Regions from separate parts of the Oryctolagus cuniculus genome. Here region 1 is linked to region 2. The links are chromatin contacts, called in public Hi-C maps. All regions are on one chromosome and are shown on one strand. The core of a region is the stretch at or near the end of the contact, and the rest is flanking DNA. Distances in the headings are between cores, read along the strand shown. Region 1 holds the start of TCAIM (T cell activation inhibitor, mitochondrial). Region 2 holds the start of LOC100342447 (zinc finger protein with KRAB and SCAN domains 7-like).

Region 1 (7,509 bases), core at 2,439-4,938, 130 kb after region 2:
AAGGTTAAACCTTTGCTGCACCAGCATCCCACATGGGTGCCGCTTCCAGACCTGGCTGCTCCACTTGCGATCCAACTCCCTTTTAATGTGCCTGGGTGGGCTGGTTTAGCTCAGTGGTTCCTTCGTCTACTGAATGTGCCTGGGAAAGCACTGGAGGATGGCCTAAGTACTTGGGCACTCATGTGGAAGACTGGGAGGAAGCTCCTGGCTCTGGACTGGCCCAGCTCTGGCCACTGAGGCCATTTGGGGAATGAACCAGCGGGTGGAAGACAGATCTCTCTCTTTGCCTTTCAAATAAATAAATAAATCTTTTGAAAAAAAGAATTATTGCAAGAAGGGTCAAAATCTGAAAGTCTTAAAAATTCAATCAATAGGCAGTTTTGCCACGGCTGCATATGAACACATTTCAAAATGTTTATGGGAGAATGGAATTAAATGGTGAGTTTATTTTGGTGTAAGCAACTTTTGAAGTCCATGTGTAATGTTTTCATAATATGCATGGCCCAACAAACTTTTTGAAGACCCTCTGTACAGTGCTGTGGGAACTGGTTTTGCCTGAATTAAAGCTGATACTTTAAACACTGTCTTTCAGGGCATGGAGCAGCAATGAGAACACATGAATTCTTTTCTTTCCCTTCAGCCATGATGCCGACTGATTCCCAGTTCTATAGGAAAGTGCCTGTTACAGAAATCTGGGGTGGGAAAACTCCCGACGTTCAAATAGGCACCAGAGACAGTGGAGGATCCAGAACCGTTTAGTAATGCCAGGGGGTTCAGCTGGAATCATTTCCTGAAAATTGAGGAACAATTCCAAGTTGCTTACAATATTTATAGGTTCATTGGCATCATACCTTAGCCGTTACAGCATTGGTGGATTTAAATTGCAGCCTATGTGACTTAGGACCACACTCCCTATGGTCGGTGGGTCTGGTATGTTTATAAAAGAGATAGCAGGGGAAAATTTATAGAACAGATTTATGACTGGAGTTACAGAATCAGAAATTAGGACATCTTTCCTTTGTAGACAAGATAACCATGCACAGCTGCTCCACCAGATAACTGGGAACAGCCGCTTTTCAAGGTTAGCGTTGGGTCCACTTTGCTTCCTTTGTCTCTGCTTGCAGCCTTATTTTCTCTTTATGCCTATTTACCTAAAAATGAAATGCAATTACTACTTTTGGTAGCCACTCAAATTATTGTTCTAAGATGATCTGTTCCTATACAAATCATTGGAAAAAGTTAAAAATATGTTTGTTTAAGAATAAGGATGGAAACCGATATTTCTTGGAGTCTTACTAGGTTGAGTCTTTTGGGTATTTCTCATAAGCCTTCCTTTAAGAGTGGGCTCTGAAGACTGACAAGGAACGTGGTCATATCAGGAGCCAGTTTTGGAAAAGAGGGAAGGAAGGAGAAAAAGGGCAGTGGTCTCAAAGCAGTGGGAGCTATCACCTGGAACCCACCCGAGGCCCCAACCAGGCCCTGCAGAATTGGAAACTTAAAAGTGCTCGCGAGAAAAACTCAGGGAAAGATCTTTGGATGGTAAAAATCAAATGAAGACTTTTAAGTTTTTGTTTGACACAGTTGTTTCCTGTGCGGTTTACCTTCTTCTGAGAATGAAATACACCTAACTAAGTAAGCAAAGACATCGTCAGAGCCCGCAGCCCAGTGGCTTGGCTGCTGGGCTTCTGCGGTGCTGATCCTGGGTTAGTGCTCCGCTTTGCAAGATCAAGAGCCCAACGCTCTCAGTTCAGAACTCAAAGGGCTCGGCAATTCTTTATATCCACCTAGAGGAGCCTGTTCAAGGAACAAGCAGGCTCTGGGAAAACTAAACCAGAGGGCCCTGGCTGATCACAGAACCTCAACTTCACTTTGGGGAATCCAGCTGCGATGAAGACTACAAGGTTCAGCTCTAACGTGCTTCCTCTTACAGGACTAGCTACACAGAAACTCAAATCACAACTGGCAGATCTAGGAGACTGCTTCAGGGTGGAGCAGGACACACTCATCTGTTAGTGACACCAGCTTCAAAAGCCTGGGCCGCCCACATCAACTTGCAGGCTTCCTGTCTTCAAATTCTTTCTTGAGTGGTTCCTGTCTTCATTCCACTCTGCCCGGTATCCCATTTGGAAAAGGCATCAGGCATGCTACCAACTAACCAAGGAGGTTGCAGTGGCTTATCTGATGGGGGAAGCATCCAGTGCTAATTCAGGCAATCATCAGGAGGCCTTTATGGAACACTAACTCAAATTCCTATATAAAGCACCGGGAATACAAAATCCTTAGTTCCAGCCCTCAAAAAGCTTACAGTCTTGGAGATAGAGAAGGAGCAGTGGAAACAGAGACACACAAGATAATCATAAAACACTGGAGGAAATGCAATGATTCAGACATGCACAGAGTATTATGGGAAACTCCCAGATGCCAAACCTAGAGTGGGGGTGTGGGGGAGGAGATGGTGTCCTCCCTGGACCAGAGACGGAAGATGAAGGAAGTAACTCACAAATCACCGGTAATGACAACTTTAATACACTTAACGGTCATACTGGCTTCGACTTCATCAAATAAAGATTTCTGATGGAACCATACTAATATGGTAAATGAGGCATTAAATCTCTTGTGGAGTTTCAAACCAAATTAGGTTTGCTCTCTAAATCGGTGAGAAGTCTACACAAGGGGAGCGCGTAAATAAGAACGCTGTTTTGCCGCCACCAAGCCTTTGCCAAGTCGTGGGCCCAGGACGGAGCTCTGGCCATGTGGAGTCTTTAGTGGAAAGAAACTTGACAAAGTCGATCTCGGGCTTCGCTCATCAGACGGCGACCACGGCAGTGCCCGTCTCACGCGGCTTCTATGTTTGCTCCACAAAGGAGGGACAAGGGCAGGTAGCTTTCCTCCATTTTTACATGAGATCAACCCACGGGAACGCGGTAGCTTTCTTTCTTAAATATCTTCATTCTGAGATTTAAATCCTAACGGGCTTTCGGAAACACCACAGTAGGCTACGACAAAACCGAAAGCGCCTTTGCGTCATTTCAAGGCGAGTTCAAAGCGACGCGACACGGCCGCCCGGGCCGCCGGCGCATCCAGCCCCGGGCGCCCTCCTGCGACCCCTCCCCGGCTGCGCCTCACAGCTCCCGCAAGCGCCCTCGGCCAGCGCCCACCCCGCACCAACCCGGGGAACGCCGCGGCTCCCGCAGCACGGGGCATGCGCATGCGCACGCGCGCCCTCGGAGCCACTTCCGCCGGCAGCGCGGGTCCGGCCCCCACCTCGACACCTCAGCAGTGCACGCGCCGCTCGCCCGAGGTGAGCCCGGACAAGGGGCGGGCCGCAGGCCGCGCTCTCATTGGCCGGAGCGGGCCCGGCCTCTTCCCAAGGCGCCTGCGCGCAGCCGGAGGCGCGGGTTCAACCGCCCGCTGCTCCTGCCCGGCGCCGACGCCGGCGCCCTGGGGACGCCCCCGCACCCCTCCCCCCCACCGCCTTGCCTCTCCGCCCTCTTACCGGCCGCCCTGAGGGGCTCCGCGGGAGGCTTTCGGAAGCGCGAACTAGCACTCCCGAGATGACGCGGAATGAGGCCGGAGGGAGCTGGAAAAATCCCTGCTCCGCAGGTGGGGAAGGCCGGCCCGAGGGTCGCTGGGAGGCCCGGGGACGGAGGACGACCGAGCGCGCGCCGGAGCCTGGCGGGCGCGCGCATGCGCCGGCAGTCCCTGGCCGTCCCCCGCCGAGTGTCCCGGGCGGGGGCGCGGCCGCGGCGCGCCGTGGGTTCTCCTCACAGGAGGGAGGTCCAGGCCCGCTCAGCCCCGTTCTGAAATCTAGCGCTGGCGTCTCCGTGGGCGCTGCTGCTTCCTGGCGCCCGGTCTGAGGGTCTCCGATAGCCCTTGGAGGAGTGCCAGGCGCCGCGCAGCTCGCCACGACCCTCCGCTTGTCAGTCAGCCTTTCTGGCCCGGTGCCCGTTTCAGTCAGGGCGGTTACCGCCGCCCGGTTGTACCCGTGCCGGAGCTCCCGCCTCAGCGCCCGGAGGCCGCCCGGTCTTTTCCTAGGTGATTTTAAATTCTGGCTTAAAGATCAAATTAAGGGCGAGGCTTACTGCCTTGGAGAATGTGCGGCAGATTATGACGGTGACTTCGGAAAAGGAGTTTGGCTTCCTAAGGTAGCTTGGCAAGGAAGGACCCGTATGTATGATTCCAGGCCAACGTCTATGTGACAGTGTTTATGCACTTAAGAACAGTGTTTTAAAATATAGAAACGAAGTTGTTGATGTTATTTTCAACAGTATGCCAGATTGACTCGAATAAACTACCACGTATTTCCCCTGCAGACATGGTTCTTAGAGCTTTTGGATTGACCAAGGATAAAGACTTTTTAGGTGCTGCTTAAACACAAGAAAGGATGGTACCTAAAGAAAATCCTTCTCTGAACATGTAACATCCTTGCAGTCACTAAAATGTTTATTGAATGCTAATAACTTGTTTGATTTCAAGTCTCAAGTAGGTCTCATTCTCATCTTTTTTTTTTTTTTAAGTTTTATTTATTTATTTCAAAGAGTTACAGAGAGGCAGAGCGAGCGAGCGAGCTGTCTTCTGTCTGCTGGTTCACTCCCTAGATGGCCACAACGGCTGGAACTGAGCTGATCTGAAGCCAGGAGCCAGGAGTTTCTTCTGGGTCTCCCATGTGGGTGCAGGAGCCCGAGGACCAGGGCCATCTGCCACTGCTTCCCCAGGCCACGGCAGAGAACTGGATGGGAAGTCGAGCAGCTGGGACTCGAGTCGGCACCCATATGGGATGCTGGCACTGCAGGCAGCGGCTTTACCTGCTGCTATACCACAGCGCTAGTCCCAGGTCTCATTCATAATTTAAATGTTAAAAGTTTGCAACACACATAAAAATATTTAAAATATAGAGAACTATATAAGTACATAAAACATTTATATCCTAGCCCAGGTGTGGGGAGCCATGATCTGCATTCAGAATGCAGGTTTTTTTTTAAAATATTTATTTATTTACTTGAAAGGCAGAATTAAACACAAATACACACACACACACACACACACACCATCATCATCCAACTGCTTGTTCACTCCACAAATGACCTCAATGGCTGGGGCTGGGCCAGGCCAAAGCCAGGAACCTAAGATATTCTGGGTCCTCCCTCATGAGTGGCAAGGTCCCAAGCACTTGGGCCATCTTGCGCTACCTTCCCAAGCACATTAACGGAGATGGAGAGGAAATGGAGAAGCCAGGACTCCAGCTGGTGCCCATATTCGATGCTGGTGTCACAGGCAGCTGCTTAACCCACTGTGGCACAGCCCCAGGTAAAGTTCTCTCCTAAACAAGCATTTTTTTTTTTTTTGACGGGCAGAGTGGACAGTGAGAGAGAGACACACAGAGGAAGGTCTTCCTTTGCTGTTGGTTCACCCTCCAATGTCCGCCGCGGCCGGCGCACTGTGCCTGGCATACCGCGCTGACCCGAAGGCAGGAGCCAGGTGCTTCTCCTGGTCTCCCATGGGGTGCAGGGCCCAAGCACTTAGGCCATCCTCCCCTGCACTCCTGGGCCACAGCAGAGAGCTGGCCTGGAAGAGGGGCAACCGGGACAGAATCCGGCACCCCGACTGGGACTAGAACCCGGTGTGCCGGCGCTGCAAGGTGGAGGATTAGCCTATTGAGCCATGGCGCCGGCTCTAAACAAGCATTTTCAAAACTATCTGTAGCATCTGTGTCAAAGTCCCAGGACTTTGAATACTACTGGTATTAGATAGATACCAGGAAGATTTCAGTAAAATCTAAAACTGAAAGCATTTCAATCTCATATGAATAAGAAGAAATCAGAGGAAATTTTTGTATAAATTTTCACTCCAATGGTGGGTAGCGACCCAATGAAAGAGCACAAATCAAATAACAGGTCAAACTTTGCAAAGATCCTAACAAGTAAAAACCTAGACTTCCAAAATACACCTAGGTGATCAATACTTGTGTTTACTTTACAGAATAATTCTTCACATAAAGAGACAGGTTTATTACACTAAATGGCAGTGAGCTTATCCTGTATGTCTAGCAGTGCTCTTTGTAAAATGCTTTTGAAGCATCAAATATGAAATAAAAATATAAAAAAACACTGCAAAGTGACTTCTGAGCATTTTGCAAATAGCTTTTATTTCAGGTCATAATAAGCACAGCATAATTTCACAGTAACCAAAAAACCAGAATAGCTACTTAGGTTTTGTTTGAATAGATCTAACAACAACTATATATGTTAATTGTTATTCCCTATATTGAATTATGAATCCAAAACGTAGAAATAATATAAATTATAATGTGAAGAATTGACCTCTGTCCAATAGTTAACTGCAGTGTTTGAGTGCAGTGCTTTTAGCGCCATTCCACTTCATGCACTGTTTACTGTTCCTACAGTAAGATTGGCATGGTGCAGAATACTAATGATCAAAGACATTTCCATCCTGTAGGTGTTTAGCATGTTGTAGCTATGCTCACCAATGCATGTTCTAAAGACTTCACTTTTCAAGAGGAGAGGTTTAACTTTTAACCTATTTAGGTGCTTATTAGGGGTGATAAATTGGGAAATATTTTTAAAATTTTTTTAGATTTATTTTATTTATTTGAAAGACAGAATTAGAGAGGTAGAGACAGAGAGAGAGAGAGAGGTCTTCCATCTGCTGATTCACTCCCCAAATGGCCGAAACGGCCGGAGCTGTGCCGATCCGAAGCCAAGAGCCAGGAGCTTCTTCCGGGTCTCCAATGTGTGTGCAGGGGCACAAGGACGGGCCATCTGCTATCCCAGGCCATAGCAGAAACCTGAATCAGAAGAGGAGCGGCTGGGATTTGAACCAGCACCCATATGGGATGCTGGTGCTTCAGTCCAGGGATTTAACCCACTGTGCCACAGCGCCGGCCCCAAGGAAAATCTTTAAAACTCTTGGGATATCCAAATTGTATACAGGCAGCATTATATTGTCATATTTTTAAAACCAATTTAAATATGTAAAATTTGTTTAAAACATTTTAGGATGGGCCTGGTGTTGTGGCAGAGTGATGAAGCTACTGCTTGTCATGCCACGTTGCATATCTGCTGGTTTTGAGTTCTGGCTGCTCCACCTCCTGTCCAGCTTCCTGCTAATGGGCCTGGAAGACCATGGATGTTGGTCCATCCCAGACAAGAGTTCCAGGCTCTGGGCTTCAGCCTGGCCCAGCCATGGCTGTTGAAGATGTTTGGGAGTGAACCAGGAGATGGAACATTGATCTGTCTCTTCCTCTCTCTGTCTCTCTGTTATTCTGCCTTTCAAAGTAAATAAAATAAATCTTTTTTTATTTTTAAAGATTTTATTTATTTACTGGAGAGATAGAGTTACAGACAGTGAGAGGGAGAGACAGGGAGAAAGGTCTTCCGTCCGTTGGTTCTCCCTAGGTGGCCACAATGGCTGGAGCTGTGCTGATCTAAAGCCAGGAGCCAGGTGCTTCTTCCCTGTCTCCCATGTGGGTGCAGGGGCCCCAGGACTTGG
Region 2 (7,442 bases), core at 4,524-7,023:
ACAATAAGGCTGGAGCTATAACTGAAGACCTTCCCACACTCCTTACATTCATAGGGCTTCTCACCAGTGTGAATTCTCTGGTGTATGATGAGGTGAGAGTTCTAATTGAAGGATTTTCCACACTCCCTGCATTTATAGGGCTTTTCACCTGAGTGAAGTCTCTGGTGCCGAATAAGGCATTTACTCAGATTGAATGCCTTCCCACACTTGCCACATTCAAAAGGTATTTTTTTTTTTATTTTTTGACAGGCAGAGTGGACAGTGAGAGAGAGAGAGAGAGAGAGAGAAAGGTCTTCCTTTTGCCGTTGGTTCACCCTCCAATAGCCGCCACGGCTGGCGCGCTGTGGCTGGCGCATCGCGCTGATCCAATGGCAGGAGCCAGGTATTTATCCTGGTCTCCCATGGGGTGCAGGGCCCAAGTACTTGGGCCATCCTCCACTGCACTCCCTGGCCACAGCAGAGAGCTGGCCTGGAAGAGGGGCAACCAGGACAGAATCCGGCGCCCTGACCGGGACTAGAACCTGGTGTGCAGGTGCCGCAAGGAGGAGGATTAGCCTAGTGAGCTGCGGCGCCAGCCTCAAAAGGTTTTTCTCCAGTATGCATTCACTCATGGACAACAGGCTGAGAGATCTGACTGAAGGCTTTGCCACATTCACTACATGTGTATGGTCGATCCCCAGCATGGAGGCTCTGGTGACGAATGAGACATTTGCTCCGACTGAAGGCCTTGCCACACTCATTACACTGATAAGGCTTCTCCCCGGTGTGGATTCTTTGATGGTCAGTAAGATTTCTGCTGGAACAAAAAGCCTTCCCACACTCATTACACTTGTAAGGTTTCTTACCAGTGTGAAGGACTTGGTGTCGCACAAGATTTTTACCACGACCAAAAGCTGCTCCACACTCCTTGCATTCATAAGGTTTCTCTCCGGTATGGGTCCTCTGATGATCCAAGAGTTTGGAACTCTGATTAAAGGCTTTTGCACATTCACTACATTTATAAGGTTTCTCCCCATTGTGGAGTCTCTGGTGCTGAATGAGATGGGAGCTGTGCCGATAGGTCTTCCCGCACTCCCGGCATTCATAGGGTTTTTCCCCTGTGTGGGTTCTGAGGTGAACAATGAGCTGAGAGCTCTGCCTGAAGGTCTTCCCACACTCACTACACGCATAGGGTTTCTCTCCCGAGTGGATTCTCTGGTGGCCAATGAGGTGGGAACGCCAACTAAAGAATTTGCCACATTCATTACACTGGTAGAACTTCTGTCCCTTCAGGCCTCCTTGATGTTCCTCTGCTTCCTTATAATCCTCACATGTATCTTTTGTGGATTTTTCCTTATCTTTGTGTCTTATTTTGAAGAAGTCACTTTGCAGTCTGCTCCCTTCTTCACTTGAAGGCTGCCCTTCTAGCTTCTCTAAAGTATCTCCACAGACAGCTCCAGGTTCTGATCCCCCAGGAACTACCCCAAACAGTCCCCCTGACATCCTATCAGATGACTCCAATCCTTTAGATAGGTCCTGCTCTGGAGTCAGTTCTGAACTCTCTTCCACGTTCCTACCTGCTGCCAAAAGAAAGAAGAAAACAACTTTTACTCATTTCTTGTGCTGTTGAGGGATCAGAAAGAATCATGAAGATCCCATGGACCTGAAGAAAAGTCACAAAAGCTTCCCGAAGGTTAAGGAATGACATAGTACAGAGAACAAGACAGGAAATAGAAGTGTCTCAATTTTTAATTAAGGTACAGAAAAATAAGGGGAGAGAAGATGGCCAGCAGGATGACAAGAAAGACGGTCAGGAAGACAGTGGAAGGTGAAAAAATGACAGTGAGACAAAGGTTAAGCCAGCACAGTCAAGTGACAATGATGGGGATGGCACTGTGGCCTAGTGGGTAAAACTGCTACCTGTGGCACCAGCATCCCATATGGGTGCTGGTTCAAGTCCAGGGTGCTCCATTTCCAATCCAGCTCTGTGCTAATGCACCTGGTAAAGCAGTAGAGGACAGCCCAAGTACTTTGGGCCCTATACCCACATGGGAAACCCAGAAGAAGCCTCTGGCTCCCAGCTTTGGATTTGCCCAGCTTTGGCCATTGTAGCCATTTGGGGGAGTGAACCAGCGGATGGAAGATATCTGACGTTTTCTAACTCTGCCTTTGAAATAACTCTTTCTTAAAAAGTGAAAATGGTAACTGGAAAGTAGTCTCCAGGACTGAAAAGCATGACATGGCTGGCGCCGTGGCTCACTAGGCTAAACCTCCACCTGCGGCGCCGGTACCCTGTGTTCTAGTCCTGGTCGGGGCACCGGATTCTGTTCCAGTTGCTCCTCTTCCAGTCCAGCTCTCTGCTGTGGCCTGGGAGTGCAGTGGAGGATGGCCCAAGTCCTTGGGCCCTGCGCCTGCATGGGAGATCAGGAGAAGCACCTGGCTCCTGGCTTCAGATCAGCTCAGTGCGCCAGCCGCAGTGCACCGGCCGCAGTGGCCAATGGGGGGTGAACCAACGGAAAAGGAAGACCTTTCTGTTTCTCTCTCTCACACTGTCCACTCTGCCTGTCAAAAAAAAAAAAAAAAAAAAAAAAAAAAAAAAAAGCATGTGATGATCTTAAAGAAGTCACTGTAATGCCAAGTCTCCTTAGTAAACTAAGGATCTCTAAGTTCCTTTCCAACCATGATGCTGTGTGGTTTCCTGCTTTACAGACAACATGTTGCAAGATACAAGAGTGGCAAATATCTTAAGCCAAATATGAAAAAGTGAGAGGAATAAAGATGGGAGTGAGTTGATGGGAAGTCTATGTAAAGAGAATATGGATAGGAAAGTGCACAAAAAGAAGAGATCTTATATGACACGACAGTGACGAAATTTAGAGATGCTATAGGATCAGAAATGCTGGGGACCCATGTTAAAGGGGGCAGAAGAGGAGGTCCAAAAGTGGGAATACCACTGGTCCCCAGAGCACTGGACTGACAAGAAAAGGATTTATTATCATATAACAAGAAAGGCAGCAATAATTTGAAATATGAATTAAAATATCTTTATGGTGTGGGGAGCAACTCGGACTAGACTAAGTTACTGGAATTAAGACTTATTCTATGCATCTGCTCTCCCACAATATGGCGCTGGGAGAGGAGTAAACAACTTTTACACAGCTGCCTCCAGTTCGACCAGTAACCTGCAGGAGCTGATCCTGCTCCTGATTGCAGGAGAGCAGCGTACTCAGCGTGTGGGTAGCAGAGTTGGGATTGGTGGAAGAGGACTATAAAGGAGGAGAGAGACAACATGCACCAGGAACATCTAAGAGGAACACCTGAGGAACATCTGAGCAGCCCCCGAGAGAGCCGGCTGGCAGTGTGCCGCTCCCCTGCAGAAGTGGGGAAAGTGGCAGGGGGGCCCGCCCCTCCACGGAGGTGGAGGGATGGCAGCCAACCCGGGAAGGACCAGCAGCAAACCTGGGAAGGGCCGAGCAGACAAAAAGAACAGCGCAGGGTTTAGTGTCGTTCCTCTGTGAATGGGGGAGCGACATATGGGATCTTGGTTCTCTAGAAAGATAACTTAACATTCACCTTAAATTCTGGTTTTGAATACAAAATATGGGAGAAGGGAGAAATATTGTGGTCAGGATTGGTTCCTAACATGCTGTTTCCTTTCAATCATATCTTAACCAGGGCTATAGTCAACCGGCCACTTAGTATATAGAATGTTAAAGATGGGGGCTGGCATTGTGGCTTATCAGGTAGATCTGCCGCCTGCATCCCATATGGGTGACAGTTCAGTCCCGGCTGTTCCACTTCCAATCCAGTTCCCTGTTAATGTGCCTAGGAAAGCAGTGAAGGATGGGCCGAGTTCTTCGGCCCCTGCACGCACGTATGAGAATTGTTAAGAAGCTCCTGACTCCTGGCTTTGGCCTGGCCCAGCCTTGGCCATTCCGGCAGTGAACCAGCAGATGGATCTCTTTCTCCGTGGACTCTGACTTTCAAATAAATAAATAAATCTTTAAAGTCAGAAAATAGATGGAAGTGTAGTTCAACTACAGTGCAGTCATTAATTTTTGCTGTGGCCTGGGCCAACAGACTGCCTAAACAGGTGATATACAATCGCTGTATCAACCAGAAGCCTTTTCTAATAAAGTTTGGAATAGGAAGTAAGGCAAAATTAAAATTAAGTCAGTTATGAGGCAGAGTATAACCTAAAATGATGCATGCAGCCAATTCAAGGTATTAAGACCCATAGCAAGCAAATATGAAGGATCAGAAAATCTAAATAAGTAGGAAGAGCTATGGTAATTTAACAAAAGATTCAGTGAAGAAATGGGTAGCAGTGAGAGGAGACAGAAAACTTGTAAACAGTTGTACTTCATTCACACTGGAACATTTGGTTTTTCTGTGAGGCTCTTAGGCTGCCTTAGGTCAAGGCCTAATCTCCATGAAGACCTCTGTCCATTAGTTCATTAGTTTGTTCTGGGTTCCTATTCCTTTAAGTCAACAACACATAGCTAGCTCCTTACTCATCCTAACTTGAGTGATTCCCTATTCCTCAGAACTTAAAAAAACACCCTGTCAATCATGAAGTAAAGAGAATGCTAAACTGAGTAATGGATGCAGAATTCACTCTGCTACTTCACCCACATTTGGAAATCTTCATAATAAAAAGTTCGAATACGAATACAGCAAAGAAAATGCACACAGTGCAGACTCCAGGCAACTGGGAAAGAGAGCCATTACACAGCAAGGCCGTGTCATGGCGATTTTCTGGCTTCATGTTCTGGTGCGGGGCCCTCTGACTGAGGGCTGGACCTCTCCAGTTCTCCTGACTGGAGTCCACAGACAGGTCCTCAGACACTGCAGTCTCCTGGGATGACAAGCTTCTATTGCGTGGGAACATCCCCAGTGTAAGAGCAGAGGCATCAGAGATACAGAGCGTTCAAACTCTTGGTGGGCCAAACGGTGGGGAAAGGGAGCTAGGATGATCCATCCCATAGGACAAGTCCAGGGCAGCAGAGTCCACTAACTACAAGTAGGAACCCAGCTCCAGGGAAAGCAGTCAGGAGACCCACAGGTGCTGTCTCAGAGGGGAAGGGCCCTGGGGGTGAGCTCTAGCCATTCTTGGACTACAACATAGGAACTTGGGAAAACAGAGCCACGCAGGCCTGGGGCCTGACCATCTAAAGCACAGTGGCCACTGCTTGGTCTCCTGAGTTCCCTGCTTGGGGAAGCAAGCTGAACTGAGAGAGGGAAGAAGGCTGTGATCAGGAGAAGCCCCACCCTCACCGCGGTAAGATCTATATTCCCACTGAGTTTAGTCAACAGACCCCAGGGAGCTCCACACACACTGACTCTTCTCCTTCTTCCAGAAGGTATAATCCCAAGAGTGCTGTGAATTTTCCCTGGAGGGCTCAGTAGAAAGTCTTCCTCCCAGCGCTCATTCTCTTCAGCCTCTCTGAAGCAAACTGCACTTCTGACCACATTCTCTCCCCATGGCCTCCCCAGCAACTACCACAAGCCTGTTTTCCACCTCACAGCTCATCTTTCTTCCTGCTCCTGTCCTCACTATGGACACTCTTAGAAGTCCAGTCCCTGGTGCTTCCTTCTGTCAATGATCTCACTGACTTTCTCACTTCTCTCATAGTTCTCACTTCTCCCCTCCACACGACACACCTATCACACACTTTTGGTTGCCTATGAGACATTTCATTTTTTTCTGTTCCTTTACTGATTTGCAAAATTCTGTCAAATGACTTTATCATACACCCAAACTCTTCATTCTTCCTCCTCTCCATTTATTTATTTATTTATTTATTTGAGGGAGAGAGAGAGAGAGAAAAGAAGGGCTGGGGCTAGGCCAGGCTGAAGCTGGGAGGGACCAGGTACTTAATTCAGGTCTTACATGTAGACCAATTACTTAAGCCATCACTGGGGTCTCCAAGAGGCTGCGTTAGTGGGAAGCTGGAGTCAGGAGTCAGAGCTGGGGATCAAATCCAAGGACTGTGTTGCTGGAAAGAGGCATTTTATCTGGTAAGCCAAATACCCACCCCACTTCCTTTTGTTGGGAACCCAAGTCCTATGGACCCTTCCATCATAGTGTTTTTCACATCTACACTTTTCCATTCAGCCAGCAACTACCTCTCATCTTTCTACTACCACAGCCTCTTCTATCCATAATGCTCACCAGAGTGAACTTCCTTACATACTAACATATCACTCTCCGATCACCAACGTCTTCCTGGCTTCAACCTCAAAGGCCCTGCACAAATAGAACCCTTCCAGAGCCTACCTTAGGAGGGGCTCAAGAAAACCCCAATATGAAGTTTTTGCTTATATCCTCGCAAATGGCACACTTTTCACTTTTCTAGCTCCTTCAGAATCCTCTGTCATTTTTCATTGAACACCCACAGCTACTTCCTCCATGAAGCACCTCCTTCCTGCTGCAGCACACAGAGATCTTGCTTTTTACCCAGTGATCATCTTTTACAACACCCACATTGCTCACATGTGATGGGGTCATATCCCTGAGGACAGATGTCACTCATATGTATCCTGTGAGATGGCCTCTTACATGTATGAATAATTCCCTACCACAAGATAACAAGCTCTTTGAAAGCAGTGAGAGTATACTGTATTTCTTCGGTCCCCAGCAATGCATTTCCCATGACATGGACTTGACAGAAAATTGCTAACTACATGACTGAAGAAGGAACAGACAAAAATCACTAGGGAAGACAAACAGATGGCAGGGCAAGAGGGATTCCAATAGGTGGGAGATGGACAGATGAAGGAGACTCCTGAGTAGATAAGGGAAGCATGATTTGAGGCCACGGTTCGGGAGATGAGTACCAAGTGCCTATTGTGGTTGGGTGGTGGTGTGCCCCTGGGTCATGAGGCTGCAGGTGGGCTCCAGAGGATAAGCCCCCACTGCAGGGTGAGATATGAGATTCCTCTGCTGTACCAAGAGCTGTCATCTCCTCCACTTCCACTTCCTGGTCCTGTATTGGTGCTGAAACCTAGAGATCGAAATACAATTGGGTCCAAATAGCATCCTTGAAGATGCTGAGCCCAAATCTCTAAGAAGCCTCCTCCAGAAAGCAAACCATGGAAAAGAAGAGTCAGAGTGTCCTTCCAGCCCTAGCAGCTGCCTACAGGAGAGAAACAGTACAGCTTCCTAAGAAGAAAAATTGTCGAGGCAGAATCTAAAGCTTGTAATCCTACTTGCCATTCCTCTGTTGACCTGCTTGGTAGGAACCTGAGGACCAGATTCTATAACCATTTCTACTGTGTCAGATCTTCAGATGCAAATTTGCTTATGAAGAATCATCTATGAGAGGGAGCCAGAAGAGCAATTCAGTACATTCTCTAGGGCCTTAGCCTACAACATGCAGAAGTAAAAGGAATTAAAGAGTGACAGGTGTATATACCTGTATGTGCACAAATAATGTTGTAAAGCTGAGGGCTGACACAAT

What was found. A called contact is a pair of places that touch in the nucleus more often than the background predicts.
Region 1: a contact with region 2 is called in a Hi-C map of an unstated tissue, with 2.0 times the contacts expected there. The contact joins the promoter of TCAIM here to the promoter of LOC100342447 in region 2. A contact is called at or near these places in 2 of 6 Hi-C or Micro-C datasets (psoas muscle and an unstated tissue).

The regions. Positions count from the first base shown.
Region 1 is chr10:112,075,169-112,082,677 of mOryCun1.1, forward strand. It overlaps TCAIM (T cell activation inhibitor, mitochondrial), which reads right to left and starts at 3,689. Exons shown (of 11, transcript XM_070051044.1): 1 at 3,497-3,689. The coding sequence starts at 3,689. It overlaps LOC103349176 (a long non-coding RNA gene), which reads left to right and starts at 3,900. Exons shown (of 7, transcript XR_007921945.2): 1 at 3,900-4,035.
Region 2 is chr10:111,939,360-111,946,801 of mOryCun1.1, forward strand. LOC100342447 (zinc finger protein with KRAB and SCAN domains 7-like) reads right to left here and starts at 5,774. Exons shown (of 3, transcript XM_070051041.1): 1 at 4,711-5,774; 2 at 568-1,559; 3 at 1-206. The coding sequence starts at 4,870. The region is part of intron 1 of LOC100344656 (kinesin-like protein KIF9); the gene reads right to left. The region is part of intron 1 of LOC138844136 (a long non-coding RNA gene); the gene reads left to right.